Linked DNA regions of Pan troglodytes: region 1 is linked to region 2. Evidence: chromatin contacts called from public capture Hi-C data. All regions are on one chromosome and are shown on one strand. The core of a region is the stretch at or near the end of the contact, and the rest is flanking DNA. Distances in the headings are between cores, read along the strand shown. Region 1 has its middle 14 kb from the start of TMEM92. Region 2 has its middle 5.9 kb from the start of H1-9.

Region 1 (3,946 bases), core at 604-3,103, 110 kb after region 2:
CTCATGCCTGTAATCCCAGCACTTTGGGAGGCTGAGGTGGGTAAATCACTTGAGGTCAGGAATTCGAGACCAGCCTGGCCAACATGGTGAAATCCTGTCTACTAAAAGCACAAAAATTAGCTGGGCGTGGTGGTGGGCACCTGTAATCCCAGCTACTTGGGAGGGTAAGGCACGAGAATCGCTTGAACCTGGGTGGCGGAGGTTGCAGTGAGCTGAGATTACGCCACTGTACTCCAGCCTGGGTGACAGAGCGAGACTCCGTCTCAAAACAAATAAACAAACAAACAAAAAACAAAGTTGGGAAGGGCCAAGTAAGAATATTCAGAGAAGCTCCTTAACACCAACAGGCTTTCCTCCACTCTACCTTGGCCACAGTCTCAAGTGGACATACCCTATCTTGTCAGCTCTGATCACCTCAAGCCTCCCACTCTGAACATCACCTCCTGTACTTCCAGCTCAGGTAGGTCCTGTGTCACCACCACACCATGCCAGCAATTCTCTGAGCCCACCCAGCCCTCTGAGCCAGCAGTCTTTGCCTGTTGGCAGCGCCATCACCATGTCCTTAAACCATCCTTACAGTCACTACCCTGCATCCTTTACCCCTTTTCCCCATTCACTGTGCTCACCCAGAGAAACTCCAAACTCCAAACTCCAGTTGGATCCAACTATGGCTCAAGAACCAGCACCCCTGTGTGACTAGACTCATTTCCAAATCAAAACCACACATTTCGCGCAGGCCCTCGGTTCCTCCAATGTGCTTTCACAGCTTCACTTCCCCGCTCTTGAAATGACTCATTTCAAATCTCCCACACCCCCAACCTCAATTTCAGCTGGCAATGCCACCACACGCTTCAGAGAAAGAAAGGATGCACCCACACCAGCACACCTCACCTCCATGCCCCACACCTGCCACCCAGTATCCACGCGTGCCCCCTTCCCCCGCCAGAGCACAGTGGAAGCTGCATGGTGCTCCTCCAGCCTGCACTGGGCCCCAGCCCTCCTGCTCCTTAGGGCCTGGCCCTGCAGTTGTCTCTGCAGAGCCTTTCTCCCCTTCCCGGATCATTATCATCCGCTTATAACATGCCCAGCCTTCCTCCTTTAGAAACTCTCCCTGGAGGCCCCCAGCCCTTCTGGCATCTGCTGTTCCACCTCCCCCCTCCCCACTTTCATTCTGTGCTGCTCCAAGCAGCCGTTTGTCCCCACCCTTACAGGAGATGACTCTAGTCCAGATCATCAGTGACCTACATGTCACCAAGGCCAAAGGTCCCTTCCCCTGCCTATCTCAGTGGCATTTGACACGCTTGGCCATGGCCTCCTTACCTGTTCTTCCAATGTCTCCGACTCCACCTTCCCCTGGTTTCCCTCCTCCACATGGCGTTCTCCTCAGGAGCCTTCACTTCCCCCTCCTCCTCCGCCCTCTCTCAGTGATGGCTGCCCCGGAGGTCTGTCTTGGGGTCTCCGGTCTTCATCTTCGTTCATTCCCATAGTGGCTGTCATCCTGATCTGCGGCTTCACAGACCATCTCCGGTCTGATGAATCTCAAGACTTAATCTCCCGCCGAGACTTCTCCCTGGGACGCAGATTCACATATTTAACTACCTCACGCCTCCTCTTGGATGCCTAATGAGCATCTCCCAGCCAAAAGCAGGCTCGAATTTCCCTCCACCACCCCCTCAAATCCAGTCCTTCCCAAGGTCTCCTATCATGAATAGATGGCGCTCCCCATTCGCCCAGCTGTGTAGGCTAAAACACTAAGAAATTATTGTGATTTCTTTTTCCCTCACCCCATCATCCTGACAGCGCTGCCTGCAAAATAGACCTAGGCCCACTTATTACCATTTCACGGTTACAGCCCTCGAGCAAGCCACCTTCATCCCTAGCCCAGCCTATCCTAATGAACTACCTGATTTCTGCCTCCAGGCTTGTCTCCATCTCGCCCCCTGCAGTTTATCCCACACACTGCACTTAGGGAGATCTTTCTAAAGCGCAAACAAGACTTGTTATTCCCGTGCTTAAAATCCTCCAATGAGGCGGAGGTTGCAGTGAGCTGAGATCGTGCCACTGCACTCCAGCCTGGGTGACACAGCGAGACTCCGTCTCAAAAAAAAAAAATCCTCCAATGGGCTGGGCGCCATGGCTCACTCCTGTAATACCAGCACTTCGGGAGGCCAAGGTGGGAGGGAGGATCGCTTGAGCCCAGGAGTTCGAGACCAGCCTGGGCAACATAGAGAGACCTCTGTCTCTACAAAAAAATACAAAAAGTATTTTTGTATTTTTTGGCTTCACTCATGGTGGTGTGAGTCTGTGGTCCCAGCTATCCGATGGCAGGGCGGGGTAGTGCGGAGGTGGGGCAGGGGGAGACTGAGGTGGGACGATTGCTTAAGAGATCAAGAGGTTGAAGCTGCAGTGAGCTGTGATCGCACCACTGTACTCCAGCCTGGGTGACAGAGCGAGATCCTATTCAAAAAAATTTTTTTAAAAAAGTTGCCCATTGGAATAAACTTCAAACCCCTGACCGTAGCTGGCAGGACTTAGGCAGTGTGTGGCCCCTCCCTTGCCCTCAAGCGTCTTCTCCTACTTCTCCTCCCTTCTCACTGCATGGCAGCCACAGTTGCCTTCTCTCTGGGACTTGACTATCCCAAATCTTGGCCTGGCCCAGGGCCTTTGGTGGCTTTTCTGCTTGGAACTTCCCTCCCTCCCAACGCCCTCCTCCCAGTCTTCATAGGGCTGCTGTATTTTCACCATTCAGGTTCCCAGAGGGGTCAGCATATGCAAAGGCATGAGGAGGGAAGGAGCTTGGGGGCTGGAGAAACTTAAACGAGACCCTTCCTTCCTTCAAAACCCCCTAAGATTCTGCAGGGTTCAGTGGCATGTACCTGTAGTCCCAGCTGCTCCGCAGGCTGAAGCGGGAGGATCAAGTGAGCCCAGGAGTTCAAGGTTGAAGTACACCATGACTGCACTTGTGAACAGCCACTGCTGTTTTAAAAAATAAAAACCCCTTGTCGGGGCGTGGTGGCTCAGGCCTGTAATCCCAGCACTTTGGGAGGTCTAGGCAGGAGGGTAGCTTGAGCCCAGAAGTTCGAGACTAGCCTGTGCAACAAAGTGAAACCCCATCTCTACAAAAAATAAATAAAAATAAAATACCCCAAGAGTCTGAAAAGAGGGTTATGTGTTTCCTCAGGCTGCTGTAGCAAAGAACCACAGAGTGGGTGGCTTAAAAGAACAGAAATTTATTGTCTCTCAGTTCTGGAGTCCAGAAGTCTGAAATCCAAGCATGGCTAGGGTTGCCCTTGCCTATCTTCTGGCGGCTGCTGGCAACCCTGGGTGGCCCTTAGCTTATGGCTGCCCTCCAGACTCTGCCTCTACAGCACAGAGCATTCCCTCCCTCCCTCCCTCCCTTCCTTCCTTCCTTCATTCCTTCCTTCCTTCCTTCCTTCTCCTCCCTCCCTCCCTCCCTTCCTTCCTTCCTTCATTCCTTCCTTCCTTCCTTCCCCTCCCTCCCTTCCCTTCTTCCTCTCTCCCTTTCTCTCTTTCTCTCTCTCTTTTCTTTTCTTCTTTCTTTCTTTCTGTCTTTCTTTCTCTTTCTTTTTCTTTCCTTCCTTCCTTCTTTCTTTTTTCAGAGACAGGGTCTCGCTCTGTCACCCAGGCTGGAGTACAGTGGGGTGATTATAGCTCACTGCAGCCTGGAACTCCTGGGCTTGAGCAATCCTCCTGCCTCAGCCTCCCGAAGCACTGGGATTACAGGTGCAAGCCATCATGCCTAGCCTATCATTTTCTTCTGTGTCTATGCGTGTCCCCCTTTTCTGTTTCTGATAAGAACACTCTTCGTTGGATTTAGACTTCACCCTAAACTAGAATGATCTCATCTCAAGATCCTTATCTTAATTACACTTGAAAAGACCCTTATTTCAAATAAGGTCACACTCGTAGGTTTTGGCTGAAGATA
Region 2 (4,158 bases), core at 1,048-3,547:
AGCCAGTGCCTGCCAGCCTGCCCTTTGGACTCTTGGCATTTTGCTGTTTTCTCAAATTCTCTGGAAGAAAGAGGGAAGGACCTGCTATCTGTAGCCCTCCCACGAACCTGGTAGTGAGGTATGCCTGGATCACTATCCCCATTTCACAGACAAGGAAACAGAGACCAAGGGAGAGTCAGTGACTTACCCAAGGTTACAGAACAAGCAAGTGGCAAAGCTTGAATTTGACCCTGGCACTTCTGCCTCCACCCTGCCTTCTACAGGGTTGAGGGGTTCTGGAAGCAGGAAATCCAGACCCTTACCTGTAGATTTCTTTGGCACCTCAAGATTCCCTGGAGGGAGAGTCCCTCTGTCTGTTGTGTTTGGAGAGAAGCCAATCTAGATATGGAGAGCGAGGCCGGGCGTGGTGGCTTACGCCTGTAATCCCAGCACTTTGGGAGGCCAAAACAGGCAGATCACTTGAGGTCAGTAGTTCGAGACCAGTCTGGCCAACATAGTGAAACCCCATCTCTACTAAAAATACAAAAATTAGCCAGGCATGGTGGCACATACCTGTAATCCCTGCTACTCGGGAGGCTGAGGCAGGAGAATCACTTGAACCCAGGAGGTGGAGTTGCAGTGAGCCGAGATCACACCACTGCATTCCAGCCTGGGTGACAGAGCAAAACTCTGTCTCAAAAAAAAAAAAAAAAAAAAAAGATATGGAAAGAGGGAGGTTGGAATGCGGGTCCCGGAATGCTCTAGGCTCAAGGACTACCCCCTGCCTTGCTGAGCTCCTCCAGAGATGGGCAGGGGTGCAGAGGACACAGCACAGCCTGGGACCCTTGTTGGGCTGAGTGGTGCTAGCACAGCTTGACCCCACATGAGCTCGGAAGAGCTCAGCTGGCCATGAGAAGGCCTGAGCCTGTTTTTCCCAGGTGGACACAACCAAATGGGGCCAATTCTGCCCCGATCACTGCCATCTGGCCATATCCAGGCTCATATACTCCCACTCCCACGTGAGGACAGGCCAGGGACTCAGCCTGAGAGGGGCCCGGCTAAAAGAGGGACAGCTGGCAAGGCCCTCCCCTAGTGGCAACTCCGAGAGAACACAGACAAGGGCTGGCATCACCACTCCAGCCTCCTTCTCCTTTTCCTCTGCTGGGAGGCCCTGGCTCCCACATCCACACAACTAGCCCCTCACTGCAGGTTCTGTCTTTGCCCAAAGGGCACCTCCTCAGAGAGGCCTTCCCTGTCCCCGCTGTGGTCCCACTGCGGTCCCACTGCCTGCCCTGCGAGGCCTTCCTGCTCTCTGAGAGGATTTGCGCTGTCTCGGCTCACATATTCCGAGTCCTCTTCCGCACTAGAACATACAATTCTTTCAGCCTGCAGCAGGTGCAGTGCCTGCACACAGTGAGTGCTCAGGAAGGATGTTCTGAAGGAAGGCATGAAAGGACACCATGTGTCTGGGTTTGCTCAGCGTTCTTTCTTTTAGAGCCAGGGTCTCACTACATTGCCCACGCTGGTCCCGAACTCCTGGCCTCAAGTGGTCCTCTTGCCTCAGCCTCCTGAGTAGCTGGGATGACCGCTGTGAGCTACCGTTCCTGTGCTCAGTGTTCTTAAGGAGGTTGCTCCCCTTCTCAGGGCACAGGGGTTGAGCAAGGCCATGGCTAAAGCTTCTTCCATTATCTCCTGAGCCTCCCTGTACCCATTAGTTAGTCAATCAACTCATCAAACACTGGTTTCGTGAGCATCTGCTGAGGCAGGCTGAGGTGTAGTGTACGTGCTTAATAATTGCCTGTTGAATGACTAGCTCTTTAGGTGCCCACGCCATAACCAAACGGGTTCTTTGACTAGCGGGTGCCTCTGGCTTCTCCTTGGCTATTTCTTTCTTTCTCCTGAAGGAAACCAGGAGTTGCGCAGACCGGAGGCTCCAGCAGCCAGCCTGCTGTCTGGGGTGGCTCCTTGATCCCTGCTCCCTTGAGGAAGAGGCTGCCCACCCCTCATCTCTGGGCTCGCCCCCTGCAGCCAGGCAGCTCTTGGGCCTCCTGTGCTCTTCCTGTGCTGGCCAGGGCTGGGAGAGTGCAAGGCCAGCTCCTCACTTCCCGGCTTTGCCTTGGGGTCTTGGCAGCGCCTTTCTCTCTGCTCAGCTCCAAAGAGCACACGGGAGCCTGGCTGCCGGCCTGAGAGGAAGCGGCCCAGACAAGTAGCTGGGAGGATGGCGTGCCTGCAGAAGACGCTGAGCCCTGCCTGGGCACACACGTCCAGAGGCCCCCGGCAGCATGCCGGGAGGGCACAGACATACTTAGCGCCTCCCCACTGGGCAACAGCTCCTCCCTGGCGTGCAAGATTCCAGCCAGCAGTCAAGCTCCACCCCCCACAGCCCAGGACAAAGAAGGGCAGCCGCCCCCACCGCCACCTCCACCGGGAGACTTGGCCCAGCTGCACACTCTGCTCCACCCCTGCCTCCTCCAGTCCCATGATGGCATTGCCCCTGTTACCCAGTGGGTGGCCTCCACCTTCCTTCTAAACACAGCACCCACACGTGGCCTGACGCTCAGACATTCCCTCACCACCTCTCTATCAGCCAGACCTGGTGACTCAAGGCGCCACCTAGGGCCGGCCTCAGCCCCCTGCTGCACGCTGCCCCGGAGCAGGACTGGAATCATGATCCTGCCACACAACAGCTGGCTCAGCCAGCTGAGGGTTAGTTTACTTATAAGATGATCATCATAACCGCCTTGGGGCTGTTGTGAGAATTTGTGGGAACTGGACACTCTGGCAGCTCCCAAGGATGGACACATTATTGCATGCAAGCACACACAATCCCCCAAGGCCAGAGGTCCCTGGGGTCTCCCTGGCCCCTAAGATTCAGGCTAAATGAACTCCATTTCCACCTGCACCTTGTAAAAAGTTCAATCTCTCCCTGTGAATTGGGAGTGGAAGCCTAAATTTGTATGATCTTTGGTACGGAACTGCTGCCTAGAGCTGCACCATCGAGTACAGCAGCCTCAGGCCATGTGGCTAGTGAGCACTTAAGATGTGGCTAGTCCAAACTGAGATGTACCTCAGTGTAATGGTGAAACGATCGGATTTGGGGATACATTAGGTTAAATAAAAGACATTGCTAAAATTAGTTTTACCTGTAGATACTTATTTATTCTTTTGAGATGAGGTCTCATTATGTTGCCCAGGCTGGAGTGCAGTGGCATGATCATAGCTTACTGTTACCTCAAACTCAAGTGATCTTCCTGCCTCAGCCACCAAGTAGCTAGGATTACAGGCACTCACCACCATATCTGGCTAATTTTTACAATTTTTTTTGTAGAGATAGGGTCTCGCTGTGTTGCCCAGGCTGGTCTCAAACTCCTGGCCTCAAGGGATCCTCCTGCATCAGCCTCCCGAGTAGCTAGGACATGCACTACAGCACCAGCCTTTTTATCTTTTTTTTTTTTTTCAGATGGAGTCTTGCTCCATTGCCCAGGCTGGAGTGCAGTGGCGCTATCCTGGCTCACTGCAACCTCCACCTCCCTGGTTCAAGCAATTTCCCTGCCTCAGCCTCCCGAGTAGCTGGGACTACAGGCGCACACCACCAGGCCCAGCTAATTTTTTTTTTGTATTTTTAGTAGAGACAGGATTTCACCATGTTGGCCAGACTGGTCACAAACTCCTGACCTCAGGCAATACGCCCGCCTCGGCCTCCCAAAGTGCTGGGATTACAGGCGTGAGCCACCGCCCCCAGCCCTTTTTATCTTTTTTTAAATGGCTGCTAGATCATGAAAAATTACATCCGCGCCTTGGGTTGTATCTTTATTGGGCTGTGCTGGTTTCATGGCTCTTCCTGTATCTCCATCCCAGATTAACTCACACCCAGAACTCAGCCCCTTTCCCTGCTTTCTACAGAACACCTGCTCTCCTAGGCCTCCGTGAACTCAGCAGCGAAGCCCTGGCATGCGGGCAGAGTTTGCCCCACAGCAGTGAATTCATCCAGAACTTGCACATGTATGTGGCCTCCCTCTCTAAAATGTTTTAGTCCCCATCATGGTTCTCTGTCCCTTCTCATTCAGTACCCCCTTCCCAGTTCCTCCCACTGTCTTTTGCAGAGAAAATCCCACTTTCTCCAGCATTAGCATGTGCCAAACTCACCTCCCTCCTGGCCTTGCCTTGCACATCCTCTGC

Evidence for each region. Capture Hi-C pulls out chosen DNA fragments and counts their contacts.
Region 1: a contact with region 2 is called in a capture Hi-C map of stem cell-derived neural stem cells, with 5 times the contacts expected there. The contact joins two enhancer-like sites. A contact is called at or near these places in 2 of 7 Hi-C or Micro-C datasets (induced pluripotent stem cells and stem cell-derived neural progenitor cells) and 1 of 1 other capture datasets (stem cell-derived neural stem cells).

What each region holds. Positions count from the first base shown.
Region 1 is chr19:63,424,963-63,428,908 of NHGRI_mPanTro3-v2.0_pri, forward strand. No RefSeq gene overlaps it. Among named protein-coding and RNA genes, the nearest start is that of TMEM92, 14 kb to the left of the region's middle. Within about 2 kb of position 1,854, at least 2 of the 24 cell types and tissues checked have an H3K27ac peak or open chromatin away from gene starts, as enhancers often do. A contact at or near this core is called in induced pluripotent stem cells and stem cell-derived neural stem cells, where this site is marked.
Region 2 is chr19:63,318,039-63,322,196 of NHGRI_mPanTro3-v2.0_pri, forward strand. No RefSeq gene overlaps it. Among named protein-coding and RNA genes, the nearest start is that of H1-9, 5.9 kb to the left of the region's middle. Within about 2 kb of position 2,298, at least 13 of the 24 cell types and tissues checked have an H3K27ac peak or open chromatin away from gene starts, as enhancers often do. A contact at or near this core is called in induced pluripotent stem cells and stem cell-derived neural stem cells, where this site is marked.